Regions from separate parts of the Rattus norvegicus genome. Here region 1 is linked to region 2. Evidence: chromatin contacts called from public Hi-C data. All regions are on one chromosome and are shown on one strand. The core of a region is the stretch at or near the end of the contact, and the rest is flanking DNA. Distances in the headings are between cores, read along the strand shown.

Region 1 (5,261 bases), core at 655-3,154, 49 kb before region 2:
AATCTGCCATCCTCAACTGTCACAGCCTACACAACACAGCACTTCCTTGTGATTTAAAACATTTGGTTTTAAGAATAGTCTCCACCCACAACTTTTCCACAAATCTCTTCAGCTACAAGTAGCTCAAGTTTACACTGCAAAACACTGTATTTATTCCAACAGGATGCACTCATTTACAAACTACACAGGAGTAAATTACTAAAATGCAAAACATCAACATTTCTGACACATCGTTTCTATTATTCAAATAAGCAAACAATTATACTCCAACCAAGGTACTGTTGGCCAAAAATCAAATGACATGGGATCATTTCACTAAAGCCGGTAATAAAGACGATTAGACCCCTTAATCTCAATCCATTGCTTTATAAGTAGCAAAGAGTCAGAGGAGTGGACCGAATAGCAGAAAACCTTTTGCTACTAACTAAAAAACAATTCAAAGCAGCCCAGTAAGAAGCAGGTCATGTTCATGAGCACAGATCTAAGATTATGTCTGAGATTTCTGAGTTCCCAGTCTTACATCAAGAAGGCAGTTTGCCAACTTTTAACATTAATATTGAGAACAGAGCAGAAAATATAGAGGGTTTTTAATGGTCATAATGACTGTGGTACAAAAAAAAAAAGGTTTCCTTTTGCAATTCTTTTTTAAACAGAAAAGTCACATAATGAGTTCAAGATTTAAGTTAGTTTAGTATATATTCATGATTATCAAATCAAATGTTTACTGAAAACCTGGCACCAGGACATTACACCTAAGGATCTTTTCTACCTTCTCCTTGGAAGCATGGAGATAGACGGCAATACCTATTTCTAGGGTTAACTGGACTCGAGTTTGCACACAATTAAGTAGCCTCAGTATGTCAGCTACTCAGACTACAGTGCATGACCTCTCTAGATACAATCGCACAGCAAGTTGAGCTTTCAGTACGGGGGAATGACACCTTCTCTCACATTTGCTCAAGTAACTACGGTAACTGCCCTAAATTTTCCCGTGTGAAACCAACAAATTTTGAGGGAAAGAAAGAGAGGGGGCATTTTAAAAACTGGGTCATTCCTTATTTGTTCTTTCCAAGCACATTCTTCGTGAGGAAAGGGCCTACGAATCACAAAAAAGGGAGCGGGAAGTCGTGACAGCATCTCCAATGCTTTAAAGTTGCGGCTCTTACAAGAGTCAGCACTAGGGGCTCATTACTTGGCTTTATTTGGGTTTAGTCACTCCGGAGCTGAATGGAGCCTTCCTATAAGTTATCCCCAACAAAGTAGCCCTAAACATCAGCCACGGTCCGGCAGAGGAGGAAATGCCCTGGATTCACCTGCGGCACCTGCCTGCACCCCGGTACCTCCACCTCCGCAGCGTCCGCGGATCCTTACGCTCCACCCCAGCCGCCACCGCTCAGCACCCCACCGGCCTAGTTCCCGCTTCACCCCGGCGGCAGAGGCCAGGCCCTGTCCCTGCACTGAGGCGATCCTCAGGAGACCCTCCAGCCGCAGCCTCTCCGCACCGCAGCCCACAAGCTCTGGGGACCTCCGGCCCGCTCGGCGACTAGGCCAGCCGGCCGCTCCCCCCTCCAGCTCTACCTGAGCGGCCTGACTGCGCGGGAGGGAATAGGCAGGGCGGCGGTGCGGACTTACCTGCGCCCGCCCAGTCGGTGACCGAGCCGACACCGTAGCTTCCTGAGGCAAGAAAGCGCCGGCTACGCGGCCTGGACACCCTCGCTGGCAGGGCCGGGACTCCGGTGGCCCCTCTGCGCCTGCGCCTCAGCGCGGCCGGCTCTCCAGGGACACAGCCTGCAGCGAGAGCAACTGCCGACCGAGGGGCTCGCGGGCCGCGAGTGCTGCGGGAGGACGGAGGTCTAGGCGCTGCCCGCGGCGAGACTGTCCCGACTACAGACCGCCATGTTTCTGTTTCCTTTTCTCTTTTGCTTTCCACTCCTTCCGCCCCTTTCCACAGAACACCACTTTCCCTCCCTCTGTCCCTCTCCCTTTCCTTCTGCGGGGGCGGTAGAAAGGACGCGGGGGTGGGGTCCGAGGTCGGACCCGCCCGCTAGGACCACGCCCCCTTGGTTGGGCTCCGCCCAAAGGTTGTCCCACGCCCCCAGACTCCTTCCAAGACTCGCGCTCAGGCCACGCCTCTTCAGTTGCGCTCCGCCCCGTGAGCGCCCTCCTCCTGGCAAAGGGACCCATTCCGGCCGACCTCGGAGCGCTCCTTGGAATCCTGACGCTGGCCTATCGGACCCCGAAGCGAGAGACCGCCAGCTCTCCGGGCGCTAGTTGCAGCCTTACTGTTTGTTCTGCGTTTTTTGCGGTGGCCTGTGGCAGGTGACTACCTAGGCCTCTCAAGGTCGGACTTTCAAAGACTTAGAAAGTGACACAGAATAGCTCAAGGTCAATGGAAAAAAAAAAAAAGCCAAGGGAGACTTGCAGTTTCTCTTTAGTAGAGGCTGGAAGTCCCACCCATAACTGTGTGACCCCAAAGTCTGAGTGACATTGGAGGACTGCCCTTCTCTAAGCTATCCAAAGACCTCTCGGGAGAGGCCTTGGCTGCGTTGGCTTTCTGTACTTCTGCCCAGATTGTGATAACGTCGAACGTGTAACTCTTTAATTTAGATAATCGTAACACGCTGCCTCCCAAAGGTAACTTAGATCGAGAGGTAAACATTCTGAAGCTGAGGTTGTGAGCTTCAGGACAGGGTGCCAAGGATTTAACTCTGGTCCTCAAGAAGAGCAGCAAGTACTCTGAAATACTGAGTCATCTCTTTAGCACCCATTTTTCAGTTTTGCAGGTACAGACGAATGGGGTTGGAGAGTCTTCACTGTAATGCAATTTTGGCAAAATATTTCTGGCTTGTTTTGGTTTGGTTTTGTTTAGTGGAGAGTGAGGGTGTGCAGGGTCTCTCTATTTAGCCCTGGCATTTCCTACAAGTCTTATTTGTAGACGAGGCTGGCTCATTTCATTGCTGAAATTAAAGACTTGTGCCACTACTTGGTGACATTTTTTTAAAGGTATCAAGTTTTCAAGAAACAGAATAGCTTAAAATATGTTAACAACTTTTTTTTTCTCCTGGCAAAAGACGGGTTGGCCCATGACCTGTAGCTGATTGAAATTAGAACTGATGAGATGGGGGTGGGGGTGTAGAACAACAATGACGTATGTGAGCATGTCTTAGTGAAACTTGTTTCTTTGTATGCTGTTTAAAAGTTCATTAAACTATTTTAAAGATTTGTGCAAAACTGGTGAGCACCTGTGTACATATATCATTTTACTGAGAATTGCTCTTTCATTTGCTCACTATACTTGCTAACAAGTATAATGTTAAGTCTGGTTGATACATGCCGGGTTGGCGATCTATTTCTGAAGTTAACAGCAGGTTTGAAAAGTTTTGGCTTTCGACCTCTGTAACAGATGCCATTTTCCTAACCACATTAGCAGTCAGAATTGATTCAAGAAGAAACACTTAGCAATATGAATATCGCCTTATTAACAATAGTTAGGAGTTGGTCTGGGGTCCTGGAAGCATCCTGTCACTAACAGTCCAGACAGCAGAAACGATAAGGACACATTCATATTTGAAAACCTAACTGTGAACTTCTTGTATTTCCTTGTCAATGTAAAACTAATGCTTTCAAAATATTTAAACAGAGCTATGGGTTTAACTTAATGAGAGAGAGCATATTTAGCTAGAGCAAGACCAGACCCTAGGTTGGATCTCTAGCTCTGATGGGTGCATATCATTAACTCTTAGGCACTGAAGTGCCTACCTTTCTCCTCAAGCCATACTCTTTGGTACCTGTAAATCTGAAGAGTGGATGCCAGAGACTTACTATTTCAGAGTACTTTCTGCTCTTCTTGAGGACCAGCATTAAATTCTCAGCACCCAGTCCTGAGGTTCACAACAGGGGATCTAACTAACACCCTGTGATGCTTTGAATATGCTTGGTCCAGGGAGTGGCACTATTTGGAGGTGTGGCTTTATTGGAGGAGGTGTGGATGTGGCTTAAGACCTTCCTCCTAACCACACAGCAGCCCAGCAGTCTTCTCTTACAGGCCTTCAGATGAAAATGTAGAACTCTCGGCTCCTCCTGCACCATGCCTACCTGGATGCTGTCATGCTCCTGCCTTGATGATAATGGACTGAACCTCTGAACCTTAAGCCAGCCCCAGTTAAATGTTGTCCTTATGAGTTGCCTTGGTCATGGTGTCTGCTCACAGCAGTAAAACCCTGACTAAGACTCACCCACCATACATATAAATAAAAAAGCCAGTGTGCTGGCTTTTCTCAACTGAGGTTCACTCTTCTCTCATGACTCTAGCTTGTGCCAATTTGATATAAAACTAGCCAGGACACAGGCTGAGCAAATCATGGGGAGCCAGCCATTCCTTAAGGCCTCTGCATCTGCTCCTGCCTCCAGGTTCCAGACCTTCTTGAGTTCCTGTTCTGACTTCCTCCAGTGATGTACAGTGACGTGGAAGTGTAAGCCAAATAAACCCTTTCCTCCCCAAATTGTTTTTGGCCATGGTGTTTCATCACAGCAATAGTAACCCTAACTAAGACAGAAATGCCAAAACCTTATCCCACTTAAAAGAGAAAGAAGAAAGAAAGGAAGAAAGAAAGAAAGAAAAAAGAAAGAAAGAAAATTGGAAGAGGCCATTTTTCCATATGGTGGATTACAAGAGTTGAGAAAAATCCATATTTTTTTCCTTGATTTTCCTTAATGTTTTCATCACCCTAAAGTTTTGCCATAGTTTTTCATCTCCATTTCCTTCCCAATATCTCGTAGAATGGACTGGCACGTCTAACGTCTCATCTGAGTCACCTTTCTCTTCTTGCACGTTTTCATCACTCTTGCACATCCAGGATAAATAAGTTCACGTTGGTGTTTAATATAGAGCTATTCGTCTGTCCCTACTGAGGAACTATTTGCAGTTAATAGTTGTTCAGGGAAAGAGAGTCCTTTTTTGAGGATCTGGCCACTTGCCAGAGTCCCATGTTCCAGTGGATTGTCCCTCACCCAAGGCCATATGAGCAGCACTAACTGAACTTAAAAGAACATACATATATTTGGGTGGGAATACATAGGATCATTTCTCATTGTGTACGATATGAAATGCTAAAGAATAAAGACAACATTCAATGTTCAATTAAAAAAAATAAATAGGGCTGAATACATGAGCCCAAGATTAAGAGCATTTACTCCTCTTGCAGAGAGCCTGAGACTCCAGTTCTGGGAGACACAATGCCCTCCTCTGGCCTCTGTGATCA
Region 2 (4,896 bases), core at 37-2,536:
AGCATGAAGAGTTGAGTTCTCACTCATAAAAATGTTAGGCATAGTGGTGCTTGCTTGCTCCCAGTACTGGGGAGGCAGAGACTAGAAAATGTCTGGGGTTTACTGGCTATCAAGTCTAGCACACAGATGTACGCAAACCTGTACATAAATGCCTTTTAAAAAGTTCAACATCAGTGGAACAGAATGCTTAAGAACCTCAAAGCCAGCTGGGCAGTGGTGGTAACAATCCTTTAAACCCAGCATTTGTAGGCAGAGAGGCATGTGGATCTCTGAATTTGAGGCCAGCCTGGTCTATAGGGTGAGTTCCAGGACAGACAGGACTAGTACACAGAGAAACACTGTCTTGAAAAAGCAAAAAGGAAATGAAAAGAAAGGAAAGGGAAGGGAAGGGAAGGGAAGGGAAGGGAAGGGAAGGAAAGGAAAGGAAAGGAAAGGAAAGGAAAGGAAAGGAAAGGAAAGGAAAGACCCTAAAACCTGTTATAAATAATAAACCATCCACTTTGGCTTGGACTTGCAGATCTCAACTCCCCACCTTTGGTGCTGCACCAAAGGAGGTTTTGGTGCCTTCAGGAGGCTAAGCATGCCAACTTCCCTGAGCAAAACCTCTGGTCCCATCCGACAGCTTCAAACAGTTTCACAAAGAACACATGGCACAGAGGCTGAAGACATGGCTGGGTTCAGTTCCTGGGTTCAGTTCCCAGCACCTACATGGCAGCTCATACATACCTGTTATGTCAGTTCCAGGGGATTCAGTGCCTTCTTCCAACATGCATAGGAACCAGGTATGCACATCATATACAGACATATGTGCAGACAAAACATTCACTAACACACATAAAGTATTATTTTTTAAGAAACACTGTCAGCACTGTAGAGGAACAGAATCAATGGTGTGTGTGTGTGTGTGTAAAATTTATATATATAGAGATGTGTGAATTTATTAGGTCAGCATATGTTAAAATAGCAACCACAGCTAAATAACACCAAGGACCAGCCTCGGCTTGGAGAGGGCATCTGAGGAAGGGGCGACTTTAGTGAAGTCAAATTGTGGGTCCAAGCTGACAACCTGTGTTCTGAGTGAGACAGCTTTCCTGATCTTCTCTGTTCTGCTCTGCCTGGAGATCTCCAGTCAGCTCTTTATGTTCTGCTCCAGACACTTCTCAAGCAGTTCTCCTTTGCTATTCTAAAAAATTCTCTGGATAACTCATGTCCTGCAGATCATAAGCCCAGTCTTTTATTTTTACGTCATGAAGTCATTAGCATTAGCAGAAAGAACTTTCCTTGGAGGAGGAATGTAAAATATGTACATTGTTATTCAAACGAGCCTTACCCTCAGCAGCCACCTCCAGGGCCCTGTCTGCTGACACTGCCCCAGGGGCAGGAGCCTTGTCATTCTGTCCCTACCAAGGCCTTGCTGGTCATGGCAAAATAATACCTGACAGGCTGAGAAACAAATACTTTCTCAGTCCACAGGCTGGGAACCTCAGCAGTCCCAATCTGAGCCAAAATCTTTTTTTTTCTTCTTCTTCTTTTTTTCTTCTTTCTTTTTTTTTCCGGAGCTGGGACCGAACCCAGGGCCTTGCGCTCGCTAGGCAAGCACTCTTCCGCTGAGCTAAATCCCCAACCCCCTGAGCCAAAATCTTGGAAGGTTCCTAAAAAGCTACTAGTTCTAGGGAACACTGAAACCAGAAAACCCTGGTTCTAATAGCGAGGGATCAGCAGCACCACAGGGTGAGTTGGCTTGGAGGAGAGGCTAGCAATCTTCCTTCCTCCATGCCTCTTTGATCTGGACTGCTACCAGAAAGTGCTGCCCACTATCAGTGTGGGTTTCCATGTCAATCTCGGCAATCTGGACAGTTCGGCAGGCCTGGCTCCCTGCTCAGAGGACTCAAATTTGTGCCCTGTTGCCAGGAAAACAACCCACAATGCAGCACAGGTAGCTAAAATTATTTTATGGCATAAAGATGTGTGGGTTTTACAATTAGCTGACAGTTTGTTTTAGCATAGTCAGTGCTTGTCCTAAGAAAGTTTTTATCCAAAAGCAATATTAACTTAGCTTTTGTGGTACTATACACTGATAATCCCCACATTCAAGAGCCCGAGACAAGAATGTCATGAATTGGGAACCAGTTTCGGTTACACAGTAAGTTTCAGGCTAGCCTTGGCTACGAAGTAAGACCATCTTAAAAAAAAAAAGCACCAACCAAATATGATGGTAATCATAGTATTCAGAAGCTAAGTAAAGAATTACCATGAATTGGAGACTAGCCTGGGCTATATAATGATTTCTAGGCCAACCTGGACTACAATGTGTGATCTTATATATAAAAATAAAAACCCGGACTGGAGAGATGGCTCAGTGGTTGGGAGCACTGTCTGCTCTTCCGGAGGTCCTGAGTTCGGTTCCCAGCGACCACATGGTGGCTCACAGCCATTTATAACAGGATCCGATGCCCTCTTCTGGTGTGACTGAGGACAGCTAGAGTGTACTCATATTCATTAAGTAAATAAAATCATTTAAAAAAAATAAAAAAATAAAAAATAAAAACCCAAAAACCAAAAAAGAGCTCCAATGATATTGCCCAATATCTTCATGAGTCATTCATTAATTATACTATATATTGATAAATTATAGTAGTGAATTGTGTAATTTATTTATATATGTTTATGTTTATTCCATGGACTTAGATGTTCTGCCTACTTGAATGCATGCATAAGTATTATCCCTGCTATCAGATACCACATAGATGCTGGGAACCTAAGGTTTGTCCTCTGTGAGAGCAGCAAATGATCACAAACTCTGAGCCATTTCTCCTGCCTCTAGTATCTTTTAATGAGTATAAACTTTATTGCATTTTATACTAACAAGTATTGTTAGAGAAGTCATTTTTTGTTTTTCCAGAGTTGCTTGCTTTTTTCTTTTGAATTAATTTATTTATTAAATTTAAGCACACTGTAGCTGTCTTCAGACTCACCAAAAGAGGGCATCGGATCTCATTACAGATGGTTGTGAGCCACCATGTGATTGCTGGGATTTGAACTCAAGACCTCTGGAAGAGCAGTCAGTGCTCTTAACCACTGAGCCATCTCTCCAACCCCCTGCTGTGGGATGATGTCATCACGCAGGTGTAGGCAGGTACAAGATAGAACGAGGCCTGTCATTGGATGAGAAGGAAGGTTGGGCAGGAGAAAAGTTTGAGAGAGAAGGGACAGGCAGAGTAGCTGTGGAGAGACGACATGGAGGCTGACGTTAAGGTTACACGATGAACCTTTACAGGTTGTTATGAATGTTCTTAAGGGATGGATGGTACTGGGCTTTGTATGTTTAGGTGGGCAACTATACCTTATCAATTAGATCAAAGGTTATTGTGTTGTGTGTTCTTTCATGTGGCGATTTGACTTTGGGAGAGTGTGGCGGCTAGAGAGTCTGGCCCTCCATGGAGTTGGGATGTGTGCTCTGACAAGATTATCTAGCAGATGTCTTGGGGCACTGTGGGGCCGGACCTAGGGGGGGGATAAAAGACAGCTTTTATTTTTTATATTTTTACAACACCCTGTTTTTGCTTTTTTTAAGACATGATGTCATGTATCACAGGGTGGTCTCAAACTCACAGAAATAGGCCTGCCTCTGCCTCCTGAGTGCTGGGATTACAGGGTATACCATGCCCAGTTATCTTGTCCCTCTGCTGGCCTTCTTCTGGCTTACAAGCATCTGACTTGGAAACTGCATGGAGTTGAGAAGTACACAAGTGAGGTGGGAATGGGGGCTGCAGCAATGACTCAGTGGCTAAGAGCACTTGAAGCTCTTGCAGAGGACCTGGGTTCAGTTCCCAGAACCTACATGTTGGCTTATAAACATCTGCACATCTAGTTCCAGGGTTCTTTACTGACCTCCAAGGGCACCAGAGATGCATGTACAATACATGCACACAAACAGGTATAAACATAAAATAAATATGTCTTTTTTCTAAAGAAATGAGGTGAGGTATCGCTGCTCTCAAGGATAGAAATGAGGTGAGGTAAAGGTTTAAGTATTTAAAAAAATTACTATCCAGTATGTACATAAATCTATATATATATATTTTCTTACATAAGGTATCTGAGATAAAGGCTTATTGTCACAATTCCCAACTTACAAAGTTACTTAAATATGTATGTGTGTGGTGTGTGTGTGTGTATCTTCATTTATTATTTATTCAGGGGGTTTTTTGTTGTTTGAGATAGTCTCTCTACATAGTCCTGGCTATCCTAGAACTCACTATGTACACCAGGCTGACCTTGAACTCACAGAGATCCTCCAACCTGCCTCCCGAGTGCTGGAATTAAAAGTGAATATGTTTCACCATGCTCAGCGAAATTAATTAGAAGTTAAATTTTGGTTTAAAATGATATCATGGGGGTTGGGGATTTAGCTCAGTGGTAGAGCGCTTGCCTAGGAAGCGCAAGGCCCTGGGTTCGGTCCCCAGCTCCAAAAAAAAAAAAAAAAAAAAAAAAAAAATGATATCATGGACCATTGAAATGGCTCCCCAGGCACAGACCCTTGACTTAGAGCCAGGTGACTTGAATTTAATTCCCTTAACCTAAATAAAGGTAGGGAAAAAAAAATCCACCAGATTCCACAGTTATCTTCTGCTATCCACATATACATTAAATACACATGTATATAATTATATAATGATTCTTTAATCTCATCATTCCAGATCCTACTATTTACTATTTACTCCTGGTGAAAGTAAAAATCCACTGGTTTGAAAACTGGCTACATTTTGCTGTAGCTGCTTCATTCCCAAGATAGTGCAGAAAAGTAGCCGGGGTAGAGCCATGGTAGCTCGTTAGGTTGTACAAAATGTTACTGTTGCTTTTATTTGTTAGATTTTTGGGGGGGGGGGAGCGCAC

What was found. Hi-C and Micro-C count contacts between places; a contact is called where the count stands out from the background.
Region 1: a Hi-C map of the A7r5 cell line shows a contact between it and region 2, with 2.7 times the contacts expected there. The contact joins the promoter of Dennd4c here to the enhancer-like site in region 2. A contact is called at or near these places in 5 of 12 Hi-C or Micro-C datasets (the A7r5 cell line, the Rat2 cell line, Schwann cells and 2 more).

What each region holds. Positions count from the first base shown.
Region 1 is chr5:106,315,014-106,320,274 of GRCr8, reverse strand. It overlaps Dennd4c (DENN domain containing 4C), which reads right to left and starts at 1,904. Exons shown (of 33, transcript NM_001427785.1): 1 at 1,633-1,904. It overlaps LOC134486947 (a long non-coding RNA gene), which reads left to right and starts at 2,183. Exons shown (of 2, transcript XR_010066542.1): 1 at 2,183-2,319; 2 at 4,046-4,499.
Region 2 is chr5:106,265,816-106,270,711 of GRCr8, reverse strand. No RefSeq gene overlaps it. Among named protein-coding and RNA genes, the nearest start is that of Plin2, 39 kb to the right of the region's middle. Within about 2 kb of position 1,286, at least 5 of the 93 cell types and tissues checked have an H3K27ac peak or open chromatin away from gene starts, as enhancers often do. A contact at or near this core is called in the A7r5 cell line, where this site is marked.